2 separate regions of the Anas platyrhynchos genome follow, and region 1 is linked to region 2. The links are chromatin contacts, called in public Hi-C maps. All regions are on one chromosome and are shown on one strand. Each heading gives the region's core, a stretch centred on a gene start, on an enhancer-like site or on the middle of the called end of the contact. The rest is flanking DNA. Distances are from core to core; before and after follow the strand shown. Region 1 holds the start of LOC113845762 (neuritin-like). Region 2 overlaps LPIN3 (lipin 3).

What was found. A called contact is a pair of places that touch in the nucleus more often than the background predicts.
Region 1: a contact with region 2 is called in a Hi-C map of skeletal muscle, with 2.4 times the contacts expected there. The contact joins the promoter of LOC113845762 here to the enhancer-like site in region 2. A contact is called at or near these places in 2 of 8 Hi-C or Micro-C datasets (skeletal muscle and subcutaneous adipose tissue).

What each region holds. Positions count from the first base shown.
Region 1 is chr21:8,690,621-8,693,477 of IASCAAS_PekinDuck_T2T, forward strand. LOC113845762 (neuritin-like) reads left to right here and starts at 1,313. Exons shown (of 4, transcript XM_027473189.3): 1 at 1,313-1,464; 2 at 1,920-2,055. The coding sequence starts at 1,413. TP53TG5 (TP53 target 5) reads left to right here. Exons shown (of 7, transcript XM_072026636.1): 7 at 1-98.
Region 2 is chr21:8,518,337-8,521,100 of IASCAAS_PekinDuck_T2T, forward strand. LPIN3 (lipin 3) reads left to right here. Exons shown (of 20, transcript XM_072026582.1): 20 at 1-253. EMILIN3 (elastin microfibril interfacer 3) reads right to left here. Exons shown (of 4, transcript XM_038166403.2): 4 at 1,459-2,764. Among named protein-coding and RNA genes, the nearest start is that of EMILIN3, 7.6 kb to the right of the region's middle. Within about 2 kb of position 1,430, at least 4 of the 8 cell types and tissues checked have an H3K27ac peak or open chromatin away from gene starts, as enhancers often do.

The DNA of each region.
Region 1 (2,857 bases), core at 63-2,562, 170 kb after region 2:
GGCTGGGAGGAGCAGGAGGTGAGCTCCCGAGAGGAGATCTGTGGGGTGAGCCCTTGTGCTGTGAATAAAGGGAGTGAGCTGCATCTCCCTGACCCAGACTTTCTGCCCGGGAGTTGTGTTTGGTTTGGCGTCCCGCCGTGTTTGCCGCTTGGTGGGTTCCACTTTGGATTCGAGGGGATGGAGACGTCGGGGGTGATGCCTGCGTGCAGAGGGGCTGGAAATCTTTCCTCCGTGCACCCCATCACCAGGCACCTGGAAAAGCAATGCCCCTGCTGGGCTCAGGGACCAGCAGTCCCCAGGATGCCTGGCTGGGGTCAGGAGCCTCACACAGTCAGAGGTAGCAGCTGCAGGGCTCTGCTCCCCTGGGTTTCCTTCTGGGGAGCACGGCAGCATTTTCCCACCAGCCTCGCAGGTCAAAGCCCAGCTATCCCCATCTCTCCAGCCTGGAGAAGGAGAGAAAATCCTCACCCATCTCCTGTGCGAGGAGGTGGTGGGCTGATCCTCCGGCAGGATCAATGGAGGGGCAGAGCTGCCACCGGGCTGTGAGCTGGGACGTGCCCAGGCCCCAGAGCGGTGTCACCAAAGCAGCCAGGAAACTGCTGCCACTGGGGTAAAGAAAAGCCACTCACTGGCCAGGAGCCAGGGCAGGGCTGTAAGGATGCAAACAGCCGCACGATCCCCTCCAGGACATTGCCGAGATGGGAACTGCCGGTGCCAGGATCAGCAGAGAAAACTTTATAGCTGCAGGGGCCGAAATTTCGGGCTTTGAACCCACACGCACTCAGGTCTCTGTTTAACGTTTGGCCTTGCGAAATTACAAGGGGCTGCCCGGATTGCGGCTGCTGCAGGGCGGCGGCGACCTCCTCATGCCCTGGGGCCGAGAACTGGGAGCTGCAGCCCCGGGGGACACGGGGCAAGGGGGGATTTTGGGGACTGCCTCGGCAGCGAGGGGGGCGAGCCCAGCAGGGAGCACCCGGAGCGCACGGGGCGGGGGCGCGGAGAGCGGCTGGGGAGGGATGGAGAGAGGGGAGGAGAGAAGGATGGAGGGATGGAGGGAAGGAGGGGACGGGTTTCGGGATCCGGGAAAGGGGCAGGGCGACCCCAGCCGGGGGCTGTGCGGAACCAGCCGGGGGAGGTCCGAAAGGGCCGGGCTGGGGGCTGGGGGATGCCTCCCCCCCCCCCAGGCTCTGCCCCGGCAGCCGCGCAGATCCGGGGGGCGCTGCCCTAGGGGTGCGCCGAGGAGCCGGGCTGCCCCCCCTCCAGGTGCTCATTAGCGGCGGTCCGGCCCCCTCATTAATTACCCGTGGTCAAAGCCGCTAATTAGCTGCGGCCGGAGCTGGGGCGGGGAGCGCTGGCGGCCATGGGGGGCACCGGCACGGGATTAAGATTAGGATTAGGATTGGGGTTGCGGGATGGGGCAGCGGCGGGGCACGGCCGTGCTGCTCGTCCTGCTCATCGCCCTGGGTAAGGCTGCGACCCCCGGCGGGTGGTGGGGGCTGCCCCGGCTGGGGTGCGGGTGCTGGAGCCGGGGAGGTGCTGCCCGGGCTGGGTTTGGGGGCTCTGGGCAGGGGCAGGGTCCCGTGCTGGTGTGTGGGGGGATGCTGGTGGGGGTCCCCTGCCTCTTCTCCGTGTCGTTGCCCTGTGGCTTTTCTCTGGGGGCTCCTCGCTGGCTGCACCCCCCTATTCCTGTCCTCAGCTTGAGCAGGGCAGGCAGAGAGGGAGGCACCCAGGCTGCCCCCCACATCATTTCTCTGAGCACCCCCTAAAACAGGCAGGACTGGGAAACAAGCGATGGGTGTGTGGTTTGCATGCCCCCCGCTCAGAAAGGGGAGCTTGCCCTGCCCTGGTGGCCCCAGGAGGGAGGTGGGCACCGTCCCCAAAGGTCTCTGAGCTCGCTCTGTCCCCTCGGGGGCTGGCAGGGCACCGGGCGCTGGGCACGGCATGCACAGATGTCTACCGAGGCTTCTCGGACTGCGTCCTGAAACTGGGGGAGAACATGGCCACGTACAAGGAGGAGGAGAGCATCGAGCCCCAGGGGCTGCACCGGGTCTGTGGGTGAGTACGGCCCCGTGCCGGGACCCCCTGTGTGTTCCACCCTCTGGGGATGGTCTCTGGGGGGGTGGGATGGGGCCCTGGACCCTCATGGGCTCTCCAGCAGCGCTGGGAGGGCAGGGGCTGGGTGACTGGGGGCACACATCCAGCACCCCTCCGTGCTGCTGTGGGCCTGGATCCCTCCGTGCAAGCACCCTGCTGCCCTCCGACCCCAAACATGGGGAGAGCTCCCTGCTTCCATCCACCTCCGGGCAGAGTCTGCATCCCCAGCCCTTAAAAATAGCTCCAGCCCCCAGGACTTGTGCCGTGACCCCCCTGCAGGTGTGGGGCTGGCAGGGCTTGACCTGGATCCCCAAGTGTTTGGATGGAGGTGCCAGGACCTGGCTGCGGGAGGCAGGCTGCCCCCAGCTAGGTGCTGCAGCCCCAGGCGGGCTCGCTGCCTCCCTCCCTTCCCAACCCATCATCTTTCGGGCTGGAATTGCCACCTGCCCCTGGTATTTTGCATGACTGCAGTGCTGGGAGGGCGTTAACTGTAGGAGACCCAGAATAGTAATGAAAGAGGTAAAAGAACCGAGAATTAGCTACCCTCAGTGCTTTCATTTCTAATTATTCGCTTTGGGAATGTGTTCCCCTGACAGAAACCCTGCTGATGGGGAGCTGGCTGTGTCCTGCTCCTCCTTGCTTCCCTCTCCTCCAGACCACCTAGCTTAGGATGAAATGCCTCCCTGGGATGCAGTGGGAGAGGGGGCTGAAATGAGAACTGCTTTTCCTAGGCTGTGGTGTGAGCGGCTCCTTGGTATCAGAA
Region 2 (2,764 bases), core at 180-2,679:
AGAAACTCCATTTACTGAACTGGACTTCCTACAGAGCCTGTCTTAATGCTCGTTATCTCTAAAACCTGTCTCTTAAAGGTGGAACTGGGTCACTTATTGATGAGCCTCTGGCACAACTACTGCTACCTGCAGCTTGGTAGCCCGTGTAGTGAAGCTGTTGCGTGGCTTAACTTGTAAAGGTGGATGGAAGCTGGCATGTTTGAGTGCTTTTTCACTAATAGCAATAACTAATAAATTATTTCCATAAACTCCAGGCTGTCTCTTGATCACTGTAGCCTTATGCATAGGAGTGGGAGCCAGACTTGGTGTCTCTTCATGATCCTGGCTGGAATTATCCTGTGGGAGGGCCTCCATGAACTTCAGCCGTGCTCCTGCCTGCCTTGGGCTCCTGTCTCTGCTCTGGCATCTAGCTTCTTCTCTGCCTGCTCTGTGCAAGTGTAAATCACTTCCTGCTAGGCTGCCTGCCCTCTCTTCCTCTCTAAATAGCCTCAGTGTTTGAACTTAACAGAATCCTGGTGTTATACTTCTTTCCCTGAAGCCACAGAAGTCATTTTGATACTGGAAACCTCAGCGAGAACTTTATTTTTTTCTCTTCCAGTACAAACAGTCTTTCAGCTTTTAAATCTGAACAAATGTACAAGTTTTTTTTTAAAAAAACAGCCTCTTACCAGCAGCAGTTACCAACTGCCTCGGAAAGCTGCCCAGGGCAAGAGCGAGCACGTGGGCAGTATCTCCTTCCCTCTCTGCAAGCAAAGTAAAAAAAAAAATGCCCTATTTTATACAAAGTTCCTTTTGCTTTTAAACAGGGATAGCTGAGAACTGAAATAAAAGTTGTATCTTCAAGTGACTAATCAGGAATAGTCCAAACATAGCACCATGTTCTGGAAGGTCAGACTTCTTCCTTGTCCTAGTTCTGTTATCACCAGTCCTGGCTCCCTCTGTGCTCCTCTTCAGCTGCTTTTTAACCAAACCCTGACTGCCCAGCTCCCCTGGAAGGAGGTGAGCCTGGGGCTGGGTTCAGTTTTCTCTTTGGTTGCTACAGCCCTTTTTTTGTCCCTGGTGTGTGAGGAGGAGGAGGAAGAGGGCTTGGGCAGGATGTGCTGGTATGGTGAGGGTTCCCCTGCACCATCACAAAGGGCTGGCTTGAGGTCCCTCCCCTGTGCCGGGGGAAGGAATCAGTCTCCTGTTTAAGAGCAGGTTTTTGGGGATGCCCAAAAGCAGCTGGAGGTTGCTCCTCAGCTGGAGAAGTGGTTCACCAGCTTCAGTATGGTCCTGATCAGCCCAGGCCTGGGCATGGTGCTCACTGCTCCCATGGCACCTCCTGGCACGGGGTGGGCACTGGTGTGGAAATGCCCATCAGCTGCAGTGCTGGGCTGGTAGAAAAACATATCCCTCTGCTATAACAGTGCCAGAACTGGCCAGGAGGAGGCTCTTTAATTTCCTCTTCATCCTTTCTCATAACAAAGCCCCTGATGGCTGAGCAGGGGAGGCTGTCCATGCTGGTCTCCCTGGGAAAGGCAGATTTTGGTGAGACAGCCACGCAGTACGGGCACCTGATTCATGGGACAAGGCTGGCACTGCTCAGGAACACAGCAACATTCTCCAGTCTTTGTGGGAAGCCAGAGCGAAGCTGGGTAAGTTGCTTTGGTTTTTCGTACCGCCTCCAGCCCTGCTCAGAGCCTGGAGCACAGCTCAACCTTTCCCCAGGGCTGAGCTCAGGAGAGGACGTCTCAAGATGCCCTGCTGGGAGCTTGATGGTGGCACGGGTTCCTGGATCCTCAGCATTCTTGGGACTCAGAGGACTGCAAAGAGGAAGCAGGATCCTGGATGGGGAAACCCAGGCAGAGCAGGTGAGGCCTCATGCTCACATCCTGGAGCAGCTGCACCTCGCCTGCCCAGGGATGAGATGGGGGAAACCACGTTCACAGTTTAAGCAGTAAAACAGGAGAGAACCAGAGCTGGAAGGCAGGAGACTGCTCCGAGCCTGGCTTTGTCTCTTCTGAGACCTACACGCACACACGTCTTTGGGAAAGACACAAGTTTTCCATAACCCTTCACATCAGTCCCAGGTGTAACCAGAAAGCAAAGTAAACAAAGCGGAGGGGGACTGCAAACCACAGCAGCCCCCAGGGACCGCCTGGGTTCGTGCAAATGCTGCTGGGACAGTTGATGGCTGCTCCGTGTGGTTCCTCAAAGTACAGCGAGGGAAAGGGGGCAGCAAGAGCAAGCTCTGCACTCAGCTGAGCACTGGGACAGGGGATTGCTCAGAGCTACAGACACACGTACCATATCCACATGTGTTTTCCTAATGCATCTCCTCACGTGCTCTGGAAGGCATGTGCGTTTGCGTGAAGAAGGGAGCAGGATAAATGGATTTACCTTATGCAAGGAGGGCTGCCATCTCGAAGAGGGGAGTGCAGCTCCCCAGGGGCTGTGTGAGTACGTGTTTTCTTTGAAATCCACAGTTCCTGTGGTGAGTTTTGTTCCCTGCAAGGAGCCCTGGCTCTGTTCAGTCCCTGGATTAAGATGCAGGTGGTCTTTAGGTCAGAGTAGCTCTATTCCTCAACTGACAACTACAGGGTTTTATTCTTCAAGAAGCGACAAATCCACAAAAATAAAATTTAAAAAACGTCCCCGCCTCCAGCTTCCTCCTGAATCGTCCTTCTGGGGTCATCAGCCCCAGAGCCAAAGCAACACCCCCGGCCCCGAAGGCAGCTCCCTGCTCCAGCAGGGCTGGCACAGCTGCGAGCTGCGGAGGCGAGCG